Linked DNA regions of Mus musculus: region 2 is linked to region 1. The links are chromatin contacts, called in public HiChIP or PLAC-seq maps. All regions are on one chromosome and are shown on one strand. The core of a region is the stretch at or near the end of the contact, and the rest is flanking DNA. Distances in the headings are between cores, read along the strand shown.

Evidence for each region. HiChIP or PLAC-seq counts read pairs in DNA pulled down with a chosen protein or histone mark.
Region 2: an H3K4me3 HiChIP or PLAC-seq map of embryonic midbrain shows a contact between it and region 1, with 3 times the contacts expected there. The contact joins the promoter of Fam181a here to the enhancer-like site in region 1. A contact is called at or near these places in 1 of 15 datasets of contacts at CTCF or cohesin (embryonic stem cells), 6 of 484 Hi-C or Micro-C datasets (the HL-1 cell line, the N1E-115 cell line, cortical neurons and 3 more), 1 of 115 datasets of contacts at active chromatin or transcription factors (embryonic midbrain) and 4 of 9 other capture datasets (adipose tissue, embryonic stem cells, liver and 1 more).

Annotation. Positions count from the first base shown.
Region 1 is chr12:103,198,701-103,206,446 of GRCm38.p6, reverse strand. It overlaps Prima1 (proline rich membrane anchor 1), which reads left to right. Exons shown (of 5, transcript NM_133364.2): 4 at 3,669-3,798. Among named protein-coding and RNA genes, the nearest start is that of Prima1, 40 kb to the left of the region's middle. Within about 2 kb of position 3,471, at least 37 of the 459 cell types and tissues checked have an H3K27ac peak or open chromatin away from gene starts, as enhancers often do. A contact at or near this core is called in the N1E-115 cell line and muscle stem cells, where this site is marked.
Region 2 is chr12:103,311,824-103,319,569 of GRCm38.p6, reverse strand. Fam181a (family with sequence similarity 181, member A) reads right to left here and starts at 4,611. Exons shown (of 2, transcript NM_001195726.1): 1 at 4,500-4,611; 2 at 2,505-3,798. The coding sequence starts at 3,732. The coding sequence ends at 2,854. It overlaps Gm29508 (predicted gene 29508), which reads left to right and starts at 4,801. Exons shown (of 3, transcript NR_136894.1): 1 at 4,801-5,055; 2 at 6,626-6,843; 3 at 6,966-7,202.

The DNA of each region.
Region 1 (7,746 bases), core at 2,222-4,721:
TCCTGGGCTCTGAGTCTTTTTCAGAAACTCCTGGCCTGTGCCTACATCTTGATACATTTTTTTTAATGGCTTCAGAGCTCCAGGTCTTAAGCTAAGCTCTCTGTGGGCCACTGTCTTGTTGCTCATTGTTTCGTATATTTGGAACTTTCTGGATATTTCAGGAGAGTCAGCAAAACACACTCCCATACCCTGTGTTGCCTTGAAGGAGAACTCTGAAAGCTTTTAACCATGGTGTCCAGGGCCTAGTCCAGGTTGGGAATTCCCAGCCGTTTCATGAGGCATAGGCTGACTAGAAAGAACAAGACTCTCTTGGCACAGCAGACTTGAGCCTGGGCCCTTCCCCAGTGCCCCTGTGGCTACCTGACCATCATCTGCACTAGGTCAGAATTGCTGACTGATAGGTCAACTTCTCTGGGGCTCAGGAAAGGGTGACATGACTCCTGAGGTGACAGCTCCTGCCTTTCTGTCATGTTTAAAGGGAATGACAGAAAACAGCAGCTCTTTCCTGAGCCTTGGCGTTCCCCTGCCTGGCCACCTGCCTGTCACCTAGGATTGCCATCTCAAAGTGCAGGTTGCCCTTTCCTTGGCTACTGGCTGGCAGTCTATGCATGCTGTCTCTTCTTCTGGAGATTGCTGGTTCCTCATTGCAAGAGGATCAGGTCTTAGTCAGCTTCATAATCATCCCGAGGCAGCTGGCGCCAGGTCTGGCCAAGGACAGCTTGTGTCTGATTCATCTCTGTGTCCCCCCCCCCGCCCCCCAGCGCTTAGCAGTAAACACTGAGCATGCTCAGTTCGTGTCCAAGGGAATGCATGCACGCACACATGAATGAGCACTAGGAGGAGGCTACCTCTAATTATGAGCCTCCAGCCTGCCCACCTGGTAATCGTCTTTGCAGGGGTACTGAGGAAAACTGAGGCAGTGACAGAGCTAGTATGAAGAAGCTCCAACAGCTTCAGGGCCCCTCTCCAGTCCTCACATAAGTTGCTTCAATGTTCAATCTCTGTCCTGAAGTGACAACACCCGGGCTTCCTCTAGCCCCGGCATTCTCTAGTCAACTCAAGCAAGGACAAATGCGAATGCCATCTTCGAATCTATCTTTGGCTTTGTGAACAAAATCTGTGACTTGTGCTTCAACTAGGTCTCTGGAAAGGACTCCTCTTCACGATGGGCTGTCTCCTTCTGCATGTGCAGTGCTCATCTGCACCTACTGGGTCCCACTGGTCTCAGACAGAAGGGCACACAACCAGAGCTAGCTGCTTCTAGTAGCAATGCTTTGAAAAAGGACCGTCAAAAGAAAATCCCCACCTTAAGTGTAAGGAAATTTGGCTCTGCCAAATTCCAGACCGAGGCTTAAAACCTGGCTTGTGGACGGAATCTCTAAGGAGGGCTTTGCTGGCACCTTTGAGGGACAATTCTAACTTAGGTGCATCTAGCTCATTGTGACCATCCCTAGCTGATGAGATCATTTGTTGTAGTGACCCAAAAGAACACCTTCCCCTTTCTGTGCTCTGGGACACTAGGCCGAGGTGTAGCCACACACTGAAACTACACACAGGAAGACGGCAGCTGTAACATGCTGGGTGGATGCCCCCCAAAGAGGTCAGCACCTGGGACAGAGTCACAGAAGAGCTTCCTCATCCATGAAAAGAAGGGGCAGTCCTTTGCAGGTGCTGGAACAGTATAGACACTGCAGCCGTGGGCAGGGAGCTAAGCTCCATCAGTTTACCCCGAGAAGACTCTGCCAAGTCAAGGATGCTCTCAAAGGTGGAGATTTGAAGTTTGATTTTTTTTTCTCTATCAACCAAATCATTGACTGAGCTCATGAATGAGAACATGAGCATCCTGCTGGCTCTTCAGCATCCTTCAGAGTCCACAGGGACTTAGTACCTAAGACCAGCTCCAGCCAGCTGACAGCAGCCTGGTCCTTGCCTCAGTGTATCACCCAGAGTGGTTCGACTCAGGACCTGTGAGGAGCTGAGGTCCATGCTGGGGACAGTACATTTGTTAATGGGCAGCCCCGACCGATCCCCTGGAAGTCATAGAATGTCTTCCTGGATCTTCCTTCTCTCTAGTCTGCTTGTTCTTGGTTCTGCCTGGGAGGGTACCAGAGTGGGAACATCTGGGAAAGACATCTAGGTGTTTGCTTATGATATTAATCACACACATCACACATACACACATAAACACACACCCATAGGGCCATATTAAAATGTGTTTACTCAAGAAGCACATGAAACACCTCTGTATATACAAAAGACTCCCTCACAGACACTTGTTGAAGCTTCTCTTACAGACCAAAAATCTGCAAACAGCCTAAGAGTCCATCAGCAGGTAAATGGACAAACAGTTGTCACACACACACACACACACACACACACACACACACACACACACAACTCATCCACAAAAAAAGGGGAAACTACTGAACTGTATAACTACCTTGGTAAATCCCAACGTTGCTAAATAAATAAAGCAGATGTAAGAACAAACAAACAAACAAACAGACACAAGCTAGAATGCCTTTCATGTGATCTGATTTACATGAGTGCCAGGAGCAAATAAATCTTATCTATTATTTTAGCCATCGTTAGGATGGCTGTCCCAGGTTAGGGGTTGTTGAGGAAGAGACTCAAGGGTATTTTGAAAGTCTTAGGAACCATGAGTGTGGCTTCTACTGGTGTAGACATCTGTTAAAGCTGTCGGAAGGTCTGTTAACAGGCAGGATTCCCCCTGGACACATCCCTGGGTTCACGGGCATCTTTCACTGGCTCTGTACATGCTGTGGCCTCCTTCAGGATGCCTAGTACAGAGCTGGAGATACAGCTGTGATTCTTGTGCAGCCTATCTGTCTGTCTGTCCGTCTGTGTGGTCTGCCCACTCCTCTCTTCCCTCACCTTCCCTCTGCCTCCTCACCCTCAGTCCTTTTGTTAATACCCAGGCCTCTGGGACAGAGATGGGCTCTCTCTTTGTTTTACTGGGGGTCATGGGAGAAATAAGCAGTCTCTTGAGACCTGTTCTCCAGGTGAGCATCAACACTACCAGACCAACCAGGGAATGGGCTTACCCTAAGACTCCTCATGGGTAGTGTGAGGACAGGAAGTCCTTGTGGAATTAGCTGTCATGTTACATGGTTATGGATATGTGTTCTGGGCCCCTTCCATGCAGACTGTGACGGTGGCATCACCTGGGCCAAATCCAGGCATGAAGAGCAATTGCCTCTCAAAGAAACTCAGTTCAGAAGCACATGGAGGGGCCAGCCTCCCTCCTTTCTCTTCCTAAGTCCCCTGCGAGCCTGCCACCCCACCCCCAACCACAGAGGCACCGGATTTAATGCCTTGGCCGAGAGAATGAGATGTTCTGTTATTTTTCATGGGAAATTAAGCCCGACCCTGCTGTCAGTTAGCTCAGGCCTGGGAGGATGGAGGCCTGCTTAGCCAGGCGCTCAACCCCTGCTCTGAGCTTGCCAAGGCGGGGTGGAGGCACTGAGTGGGGGAGGGGCTGGCTGGGGGCCAAGCATGATGTCACCTGCTGAGGTGGGGGGTAGGGAAGGCAGGAAAGGTCAGAGGGCCTTCCTTGGGGTGATGGATAGCTGTGAGTGCCACTCCCTCACCAGTACCACAGAGATCCACCTCTCACTCAGAGACACTCGGATGCTGGTCTCTTTCAGCTCCCAACTCTACCTCCTGCCCTGCAGAGGACAGCTGGTGGTCTGGTCTGGTGATCATTGTCGCTGTGGTCTGTGCCTCCCTGGTGTTTCTGACTGTCCTGGTCATCATTTGCTACAAAGCCATAAAGAGGTGAGTGTCCAGCCACCGTGCCACTGGAGCCCAGCGGGGCTGGGAAGTCTTCAGCTGCCAGGTCACTTTGGTAAATGATAAAGATTGCTATCCAGTTAAGGAGTGGGGCGGATGAGCAGGGGACCCTCTCTGTCCCTAACCCGTTTAATGCTTGTCATGAATTTGCTGTAACAGCTACAGCGGTTTCTCTTTGTTCTCGTACCTTTACTATTTCAGAGCCGATCACAGACATACCTTCCCAAGGGTTAGGATGTTTGATTCTGTAAGATCTACATCTGTTTCAGCAAACACAAGAGCCATGCAGAAAACACCGCCAAGCTCCCAAGGGCAGCAGTCATTAATAATATTTCTGAGAAATACGATTAGGGAATGTTTTCCTTCTCTAATCCCTGAGCTCCAAAAGTTATTTCTCATTATTGCTAGAATAATTGTTAGCATCTCAGATATTTAATTTTCTCTCCTGAGTCCACACGCCTGCGTAATTATATCACTTTAACAGTTCAAAACCAAGAAGAATGACAAAAGAAATCTTAGAATGAGGGTGTGCTAGGACCCGCAGGCCTCAAGCCCTGCACCGGGGCAGGAGAGGGAGGGCTCGAGCCAAGCCACTGCACAAACCTGGGCACCCACATCCCCCCCCACCCCCGTGGGGAGAAGGGGAGTTACTGCTAGAGCTCAGGTCACAAGATGACCTCCGCAAACAATAGACCCCCGGAAATTTCAGGCTACGCTGTGGGTTCTTCTCTCTGTCCTGTGTCCTTAGTTTGTCTCCCAACCTTTTCCCCAGTGCTCCTGAAATTTTCAGATTAGGAAACTGAGTCCCCAAGGAGCTAGGAAGCTGCTATCCTATCAGAATCTGAGTCCGGGACTGTGTGGTACCAAAGTCCATCTCTCATCATGTTGGGGTGCTCAGCCAACGTTGACGATGGATGAGCCTCTGCACCCCTGTCTGCCCTTCCTGGGGAGTGAGGAGGTGGGGATGTGGGGATTTGATGTCTGTGTCCTGCTGAGGTCAGAAGGTCAGGCAGACAGACAGACAGACAGGCTCAGAGGCCCTGAGACCCAGTAACTCTGGGCACAGACCTGGCTTTGGACACCGAAGTGGATGGAGTCTTCCCCTACTAAAGTACTTTGTGACTACCCACTATGTGCAGCCTCCATTAACAGAGACATGGAGTGTTTATAAATGATAAAGATTATTTAGCCATACACTACTCACCTGACCCCAGGCAGGAGGGCTAATGGTCCCTAGGCCTAGGGACAACTGCCTGCTGCGGGTACTCAGAGGGGTCATGGTGAATCCCAATTCCAGTCGACAGTATTGAGCCTTTAGGGCTTTGGGAATTGGAGCTTGGGCGGGTCATTGTGTACCTTGGGGTGGTAGTGCAGATGCCACCATTGACTGAGTCAAGGAGGTGCCTGGACCTATCAAGGTCACTGTTCAATATGGTCACATTTGTCTATTCCTTCTGTCCCAGAGGGCTGCAGGCTATCTAGTCACACACAAAGCTTTTGGGCTCAGACCTTGTCCTATTCAACCCTATCTTCCCCTATTTGTCATCTTGTCAGTCTAGTTCCCTCCCCAAACTGTAGGTTCAGTAGATAAATTTGAGACAGGATCTCATGATGTAGCCCAGGCTGGCCTCAAGCTAACCCTCTATTCCACTGCCTCAGCCTCCAGTGGGCACAGGGAGCCCAGACTAGGAAAGTCTTCTGGAAACCCAGGACAAGGGTTTTCTGGGGTGCCAAGGTCACCTTGGGAACCAGTCCCAAGAGCAGGGGTCTGTGTGTGCCTGTCACCAGAGTAAACTAGGTAGAGGCTATTTCCAAGGACTTACATGTTTGTTTCGTAGCTCTGTATTCTGCTGTCTGAAGCCTCAGACAAGCAGATACCCAGACCCTCAGTGGGTCAGGTGCCATGTGGGCAACCTCTGTCCACAGCCCCTCCCACAAATGATATTCACACCTCACGACCATGTGGTATCTCAGGGGTTTACAGAGCACTCAGAGAACCTGAGATATCCCCGAAGTTCCCTGTCCAGAGCTCCGTGTGTGGCTGGCAGTGTGTTCTCCAGCATCAGTCCTGGGAAGGGTTCTGTCTCATATAGATCCATGACTGCAGAGCTCGGCAGAGAAGAGTCACAGCCTGGAAGGCGCCTCCCCCTGCCTGCCCCGCCCTCTGCTGCTCCCAGGCCCAATCCAGAGGGTTGATGTGGATGATGTGAGGGTGTCCACAGGTCACATCCATGGCTCACCTTCACCTGGGTGTGGAGGGAGAGCTGCTCTTGCACCATCTGATTTTCCCAGTGACACCTTGGTATCTGGGGAAAGCTTTTTTCTAGCTTTGAACTCAAGATTGGGGAAGTCTGTGCTCTGTAGAGGAGGCTCCTTCTGGGCTTCTGTGATGTGTGATGTGTGTGTGTGTGTGTGTGTGTGTGTGTGTGTGTGTGATGAATGTATCTTTTCCCCAAATTGTAGGCTTCTCATAGCTAAACTTCAACTCTCCCCCCACCCCACCCCCTCAACACAACAGCAGCTTGGGTGCCAGCAGAACCCTAGAGTCCAGGCCCGGTGTAGGCAGTTCCTGCAAAGGCCCTTTGGGGCTCTGTGGCTGGAGCCCTATGCATGGTGGGTCAGGACAGAAGGTCTCCAAACGGCAAGTCCACTGTCCCCCATCCTTCTGCCAGAAGCCAGGACACATGGAGACACTCACTCCTCTTTCTTTTGGTTTTAGGAACCAGGCCATTTAAAAAAAGCTTTCTGTGGCCTCTGCCTTGCTTGGTGGGACCAGCCCAGATTGGCCCGCAGATTGGAGGATCGGAAAGAATCCTAGCAATGTCTGCTAGGTCTTCCAGAGTCTCAGAAGGTGCATGCTAAGTAGGAAGTCTAGGCAGACTGGAGGACGGTATGATGGCCGCTGCTGGCCAATCAATCAGCTCCTGTGATTCCTCTCTGACAGGAGTGCTGAGAGCTAACCGCTACTTACAGAGCACTTACTGTATAGTAGACACTCACCCACCTGATGTGCACTAATGTGTTTAATCCTCCCAACAAACTTATGAAAGGGACACTGCTGCACCCATTTTATAGAAAAGGAAGCTGAGGCTCAGAGAGGTTGCATAGGTTGCCTGACTTCACACAGGTAGAGAGTGGTGGAAAGCTGAGGTTCTAGTAGCTGTGGCCTCTGCCCCTTAAAGTGGCTAGTGTCACCCGTGAGTGCTGTGTTTGGTGAGAGAATGGAGTCACAGAGCTATCTTCTGCTTTGGAGACAATTCAGCTCTCACTGGCACCAGTGAATCCCAGGAGGCTTTGCGAACAGCTATGACCAAAGCAGAACAGAGGAAGTCTTGGCTCTGGTGCCAGGAGGTGAGCAGGCCAAACCTACATTCCCATGAGAGCCTTTTAGGCCACCATCACCATGAGCTGGCATCTGGACACTTCTGTGCCCTGTGATTGAAGCTGGGTGAGACAGACTTTTTGGAAGGCTCAGTAAGACTTTGAGGGATCTCTGAAAGGAGGTGCAGGGAGGCTTCTCCAAGGAGCCAGACACAAGAGCCTGTTCTTAGGAGAAGGCCTGCTGGGGATGGTGACCTACGGGGCAGTCCAGGTCCCACTGCAACGCAGCTGGAAGCCCTGGCAAGTCAAAGTTTTCACTCAGCCTCAGTTTCCCCCATGAAATGACTCTTAATTACAGTCTAGCTTCTTCGGGGGGTGAGGGGGCTGAAGAGGAACAAGGATCTCTAACCAGGAGGACTCTGTTCAAAGCATGACACACCGGGGGAGAACAGGTGGATTAGATCTTGCCTTTTCTAAAAGCCGCAGTGGCTAGGCTCGGCCAACTAGAGTGAATTCTTCTGTCAAAAACTTCTGATACAAGAAAGAGGGGACCGTGAATAAATGTGACCCTCGTGTGTCATGTGAGATGTCCTGATATCTCATGACTCTACT
Region 2 (7,746 bases), core at 3,362-5,861, 110 kb before region 1:
GCCTGTGGCATGCCCCAATGGACCAGTGCTGACTGGTCAGTGCCGGGGCTAATGCTAGACTTCATTGTGTCACCAAGCCCAGGAAGGGTGCCCACCTTAGAGATGCCACATAGTAACAGTGTCTTGGGGAATGCCGTGGTGGTAACAACAGGAGACTGCTGGTCTCCTCTACCAACAAATGTGGTACCTCAACTGCCTTTGGGTTTTACTTGGAGCCAGACCAATACAAATTGATATTTTTCTTCTTTTCTTTCCCCTCTCCCTGCTATTAATTTATTTTGCAATGGTGGAAACCAAGCCCGGGGCTTTGTGCAAGGTAGCCACTCTACCAAACCCTGTGTTACAGTCTCAGCTCCCATCTTGGTTTTTGGTTAGGGGTTTAATCTGCTGCTGCGGCTAAGGCTGCTGTCCTCTCTCCAACATCAAACCTCCCCAGATGTGCTCCCCCCAGCCACTTCCCATATGAGGGACTGGTTTCCTGGGCTTCTGTTGGGTCATGTTTCATTAACGCAGTGGTTCTCAACCCCTTTGGGGGAGGGGTAGAATGACTCTTTCACAGGGGTTTCCCGAGACCATCAGAAAACACAGATACTTACATTGCGATTGATAACTAGCAAAATTAACAGTTATGAAGTAGCAACAAAAATAATTTCATGGATGAGGGTTACTACAACATGAGGGCTGTATTAAAGGGTCACAGCGGTAGGGAGGTTGAGAGCCACTGCATTAAAGGCTTCTGCCTTTATTGGTTAAGATTTATTATATTTATTTGTGAGTGCGAAATCCTATGAGTTCATGAACACCATGTGCGTGCAGTTTCCTATGGAGGCCAGAGAGTGTCAGATTACAGACACCTGAGCCTTCTGCTGTGGATGCTGGAAACCAAACCTGGGATCTTTGCAAGAGCAGTAAGTGCTCTTAACTACTGTCTCTTTGGTCCCAGTTTCTGCTTTTAAATGAAGTCTTTCGGCTTTTAAAGGAATGGACCTGCAGGTACCGCTGGGGAAGGCAAGCCCCAGCAGGAAAACACCGATGTACCAGGACTTGGGCAGGGTGGGGCTCAGCAGCACCCGAGAACATGTGACTCTGCAGGATGGCTCCTGCTCTAGGAGTGTCATGGTGGGATAGCCAAGGCACCCATGGCAGTGAGCAGCTTTGAAGTATGACTTTCTAACCTGCCAGCATGGAAGGACCTCTAGGTGCCTAAGTGCAGGAGACAACTTCACGTAACAGGAGGACCAGACCCTTATCTATAAACAGCCCATGTAGCAAGTCTGTGCCCCGTCTCACTTTTGGGGTGAGGACATTTCAGTGTAGACAAGTATCTTGAGTAGTAGCTGGCAGGACTGGGGTGTTGAGCTCTGTTATACAGTCTGGGGGAGGCTGAGAACTGTTGCAGTGGGCTCAGAGAGTCTCTGTGATGGTGCTTTGGGGTAAAAGAGGGCACACACCTGCTTTTGGACCCTCAGTGATCTCTGAGACCAAGCATAGCCTAAGGACCTGCCCTCTCACATGCCAGAAAATGACTGAGGACATGTGTCATGTCAGCAACTGTGACTCGGAAATCTTCTGGTGCCTTTAGGCAGAAAGATCCAGAACACCACTCACATCTCCTTTGCCAGCTGCCCCCTTTCCGGTGGACTCGCTGTTCTGGTGGGCCTTGGGGGAAAAGTAGGCTAGAGGCGAAGGGCCATGTGCGGCCTCTAATCCTGGATGCCCAGTTAGCTAAGGACCATCTCGGAGGCAGGCCATGAGGGAGACAGTCAGTACTGAATACATCAGCGTACGTGACAGAGTTTCCCTGTGTGGGGAGCAGAGGCTTGCCCAGCACGAGTCTTGGCTGTGAAGAGCATAATTTGATAAACTGTGTAGCCCATCCTCGTTAGAGCATGCCTAGCTAGACCCGTGCTGGTCAGGAAGCTTTGCTGTCTGGGGGCTATCAGGATAAGCCTGTTCCTTCCCCCAGCACACACTTCTGCTGAGCCACAGATAACACTTCATTGCTATGGCTGAGAGAAATCAGAATATGATTGGATCAGTCAAAAGACTGTGCCTTTGGGGTTCTGGAGCTCTGGAATTTGGGCTTGGTTTGGTTCACTGTGGACATATAATCACTGCTCATGCTTAAAAGGAACGGCTTGGTCAAACCACTTGTCTTGGTCACGTGAAACTGACGTCCCATTTGTCCTGGTTTTCTCTCTGACCAGCACTGTGCCACTCTGGCACAGTCAGACACACCAAAATTATATCTCTACCTCCCTGAGCATCATGAACCATGGGAATCCGGACTTGGCCCACCTCTCCCTTCAGATGTCTGGACCGAACATCCTTCCCCCGAGCCCTTCCCGCATCCCCTCTCACCTCTTCCTAGGAATCAAGATGTGTTTCCCAGCACCCACCTCCAGGCATCTCAGAAGCCTCAGGCCACTCCCACCTGTAGTAGCTATTCTCTATGCCGACCCTGCATCCGGGACCATCCCACTTCATGACACCCGAGAGGTGGAAACTGGAAAAGAAATCTTTATTTTTAATTTTTTTTAACTTTCTCAATATTTACAAAGAACAGAATGAACAAGCGAGATGCCCCCTCGCCCCCCCCCCCGGGGGGGCGGGGGGTATGGCAGCTGAACAGGTGTGTGATGGGCAGCTGCCACACTAGGGTTTCACTTCCCGTGTTTTCCTGTGCCTTGGTCCACAAGCTGCAAGCTCCCTCCGCATAGGTACCTGTCTGAGGAGCCTTGTCCCTGAGGCAGCCTGGCCAGGCCCCTGCCCAGCTCCCTCCTCACACGGAGAGCTTGTCAGTGACTGACCCCCATCCTGGAGGCCAAAAGAGAGAGGGCTGAGGGTGTTCAGCTAGAGGTAGCCAAAGACATTGAAGATAGGGGGAGGCATGGCTGGCTTAGTCGGGATAGGCTTCAGAACTACGGGTCTGTACACTTTGGGCCCTGGGGTGTCCACACCCTTGCAGAAGTGGGCCAGATCCACAGGCGAGGCCAGGCTTCTCCTCCACAGGCCCAGACTGGGTACTGGGCCCTGAGGCAGGACCCCTGGGAGACCCGGGAAGATGGGCTGTCCATGGGACTGGAAAGGGCAGTAGCTCCAAGCATCCAGGCTGCCTACCAAGGATACCCCAGACATCTTGAGTGGTTCCGTGTCAGCTAGTACCCTTGGGGACATGGGCAGTGGAGCAGTCTCGGGCCCCAGGGACTCCAGACCCTTGCAGTTTTTCTTATTCTCATACAAAGATGCCTCCCTGGGGGCCAGGCCCACCTCCAGCCCCATTGGGTAGCTGAGAGTGGGCCTTGGCTCCTCCCAGAACGAGGCGGGCAGCTGTCTCTTCCTCATGGGAACCTGGCCGGGTCTAGCAGCCTCTGGATTCAGCCCCCGGAAGCCCTGATCCTTAGAAAGGCATTCCTCCCTAAAGGGGGTCCCCAGGGCCTTTTCTGTGCAGCTCCCACCCCCACCGGGGCTGGATTGGGGACAGGGATGGAGGGGTGGCCGTCCAGGCCTCTCTTCAGGTCCCCTCTGCAGGTGGGGCTCTGCCACCCTGCCAGGCAGGCCCCTAGGGAGCCGCGAGTACTTCTGAGAGAAGCGCTTGAGTTGCTTCTGCAGGTACTTGCGATGGTCCACAGAGCGGCGGCAGGGTGCGGACTTGTCCAGGGCCGCCTTGATGTCACTGGACGCCAGGTTGACAAAATTCAGAAGCATCTTCACGTCACTGTCAGCTGCCATCACCACGAGAACTGTGCAGGGCTTTCCATGAAGAGCATGGGCTCTGGAGGAGCGCACAGGGCAGACCTAGGGAACACAATGAATGCAATAGGCAGCAGGAGTCTCTCCAGGGCAGTTACGCCTTCCCCAGGGCCACCAGGACCCAATGCACACATCCTCCATTCTTCTGTCCCAAACAGAATCCACAATGGGGCTGGTGAGTCGTTATTCAGCACCTTTTGACTATCTGAGATGAGACAGGTGTCAACTATCTCATTCAGTCTTCTGGGGCCTGTTGCCCTCTTCTGGAAGTCAAGGCTCAGAAACTGCAAACACCTTGCTCAAAGCCACCCAGCTACAAGTGGCATTGCTGGGGCTACATTCCCAGTTGGTCGCATCTCCCACACATCGTGAAGGCCAGCGCGCACGACTCACCATTCAAGTTTTTATTTTCAAAGCCAAAGAAATCCTCTAAAGAAGGCCAAGCCCCCTTCCCCCTCCTTGGTGGTGGCCTTCCCCTCCCACCACCCCGCCCCCTCCGCAGTCCCCACGCTCCACCCCCAACTCTCACACAGGGCCAGGCAGGATCTCTGTCTAGCACTTAATCTAGACCTGCCTTCAAGGCTCATCCCTGCCGGCCGCAGGGACTCCCCTGTAGAAGCATCTGCAGCAATTTCATGCCTCCTCGGCCACCACCCACAGTACTGTGCCCCTCCCCCAAGGCTCTAGTCCGCTCACGCCCTGCCCTCCACCCAGCCAGGCCAAACCACTTGGGACTCCGTACTGACCGAAGGTGAAGGCCAGGGCCCCCCGCCAACGTGGCCGGCAGGTTCCCCACCGTAGACCCCCGCAAGCCTGACGAGCTGGCGTGCAGTGAGCTCCGTGCAGGCTGAGAAGCAGTTGTGCACAGCCCTTGAGTGGGCTGAATGGAGGACAAGTCCGGAGCTGGGGGGCCCTCAGGCCAATCAGGAGCGCCTCTCCAGATACAAAGCATCCCAATCAGGCGGCGGAGCCCCGGTCCCACATTCTTTGCCGTCACAAATTGTCACCATGGGGACCATCACAAAAAAAGACAGCTCCCAAATGCAATCATTTCCCGGTAAATTTCTACCCTTCAGCCCCACTTTTCTCCAGTCTCCATACCCACTCCTCCCCTTGACCTCAGTAACCTGGTTTCTTGAGGTGTGTGTGTGTGTGTGTGTGTGTGTGTGTGTGTGTGTGTGTGCGCGCAAAAAGTATTCAGGATCAAGGAGGGCTGGGCACAGTGAGACAGGCACCCAACCTTCCCCAGATACTTCAGGTCTCCAGCTGCCATGCTCCAGTGCAGACAGACAATCGGATGGGGTAAGCCGGAGTGGGCTGCTTTTCCTCTGCCCTTGAGTGTTGAGTGTGCATTCTCTGACTCTGTCTCTGGCCTCGTGTCTCTCACCTCTTTCAACCGTCCTTCCTGAAGGGTCCCCCTGGGATGGATTTGAGAGGTGCACTGATGTGGGGAAAGGTAGCCCTGGCGGGCTGGCTGAGGGGTGCTGGGATATCCATGGGAAGGGAGCCGAGGCTCTCAGGAATCTTGTCTTTATGTTTGCTTCCTCAATTGAGCTGCACAAAGCCTGAATTGCCCATTCAGTGCGGCCGGACAAAAGGGTGGCGTTGCACGGTCCCCTTGCGTTTGTAGTCAAACAGTTAGGGACTTAAATCGAGTCGTCATGATGGAGAAAGAGGTGGACAAAGCCCATAGAATTGCCATCAGCAAACATTTTCCTGTGTCATATTAGCTAGTCTCCATGGCTCCCCCTGGCCCAGGGACAATGGCACAAGTTTGCACACTTGGCTACTGTCACCGTGCCAACGCCGGCAGGGCTGCAAGCAGGGCCGCTCAGTTGGAGCAAGTGAGGGAGCCCAGGCTGCCGTGGCCCTGCCCATCAAATGCCCAGAAAGAAGGTGAGGCTGAGAGCAGCCCGGTGAAGGAGAACTGTCTGGGAAGTGCTCCCGGGCAGGGTCTCCATGCTAGCCAGCTCAGTGGACCCCCGCAGGTCCACTTTCCTCCCCTTTCCCTGTCTTTCTGTCATCTTCTTCTGTCTCCGACTGCATAGTGGCCCACAGCTTCATACCACAGGCATGGTTGCATACCCTGACTTAGGAGTGGCACCAAGAGACATCTGCTGTAGGGATGAGGCACCTGTCTAGAGTAGCCCTAAGTTCCCTCCTCTGGAGGAGACGGCCCAGGGCTAATGAGCTGCAGCTCTAACTCCAAGAGCTCCACATGCTCTCTGTGCAGAGCCAGAGCAGAACAAACAAGGGTGTGCTGCTGGCATTAGGACCCCTGTCCTGGTAACCAGCTCACATTAGACTCTCCAGAGCCCTTCGTGTGCTCTGTCCTACGTCGGCTTGGCACGGGGAAGGCCTCTGCAGCAGCCTCTGCATTAACTGTGGGCTATGCCACTGCTATCTTAATCGTCAGGGCTTTGGAAGGGGAAATTCTGCAGCATGTCCCCAGCCCATCTTGACAGGTAAGAGAGGGTCCCATGCATCATGTTCCAAACTCTTGGTACACTCTGCTGGAGATATACTCTGGGGTCCTGTGGCCACCAGGTTAGGCTCCTGCCAGCGCCTCTCAGAACCCTGGCTGCCTACATCGAGGTAGTGTGTCTCTACGTGTCTTGGACTACCCCCCTTTTACTTCCCATACATGCTGGGAGATTGCCTCACACATCCAGCCCTTGTCTGCTCCTGGCCTGTGACCTGTGGACCTTATTTCCTAGAAAAAGATGGCTCCCAGGGGTGTTGCTGTCGGCCATTCAGCTTCCTGTGAGACGGCAGCATGCCTGTGCGCTTAAGGCGCCTCACTGTAGTATTCTCGCCATGCTTCTCACGGTAGTGGGCTCTGTGGGAATCCTGTCTTAAACTGTCTTTCCAGGCTTGAGGTAGAAAGGAATAGGACAGTTCAGTGACGAAGCCCCAGCTCAGCTCACATTAGACTCTCCAGAGCCCTTCGTGTGCTCTGTCCTACGTCGGCTTGGCACGGGGAAGGCCTCTTGTCTCTGAAAGTAACTGCTTTGTCCATTCCAACGAAGACCTGCATCTTGGTGACGGGAAATGACTGGTTCTGTTTTCTTGCAGTCCAACTTTAGCAAGGTAAGGGCAGTGAGGGCTTGGCTGCAGGTTTGTCCTAGGACTATGGAAGCAGAGGGTTCCTTGGCAAAGGACCCTTAGAGCTGCTGCAAGTGGATCAATGAGATTGTCTTGTTTCCCCCTAGGAAGATGGCGCTTAAAGCAGGGGGCGGATTCCAGGCTGCACCCCGGTAGGAGTCTCTGCCGAGCTCTGCCAAAGGCAAGTGAGCTGAGCAGAGTGACTAAGTCAACCGGAGAGCAGGGCACCAGCCAACCTTCCCCTCCTCGGAGCCCCCACTGCCAGTCCCGAGACCTGTACCTCGGATCTCAGCAATGAAAAATCCTACTTGACTTAAAAGTATAAATAAATGTATGCTAAACGTTCCCCAGGTGCAAGAATTACTGTCCAATGAAGAGCCACTGTCCCTGGACAGGGAATGACAGATTCCTGCTGGCAGTGAGTCCCAGTCTTTGGTTATGACATCCCAATATGCTGCGGTCTGACAGCTGTCAACTGGAATCAGACCTAATTTCCCCAGGGACTATACCTGCCCAGAGGGCTGGCTTACTCTGACCTCTCCAGCTCTGGGGAGGAATGCGGCCAATCACTCTGACTTGGGGAACACGCAAAGGCCACTTGAGGTCCAGCAACTTGCCAGGAGCTCTGTTAATACGGGACGACGCATCACAGGGTGACTTATGCAACAACCCCTTACGTAACGGCAGCACTTCTATCAAAGTCCAGCCTGCAGCAAGTGTCAACCATAATCAGCCTGAGTAGGGTTGGGAGGTTTTGGGGGGTGGGAGAGGGGGGGTAAGCTCCCTTGGCTGCTGGGATGAGTGCTTCCTGCCCTGGCTGCTCAACTTCATGGTTAACAATGACCCCCAGTATGACTGTGCCCACAGAACTGCTGGGACCTCAGGTGA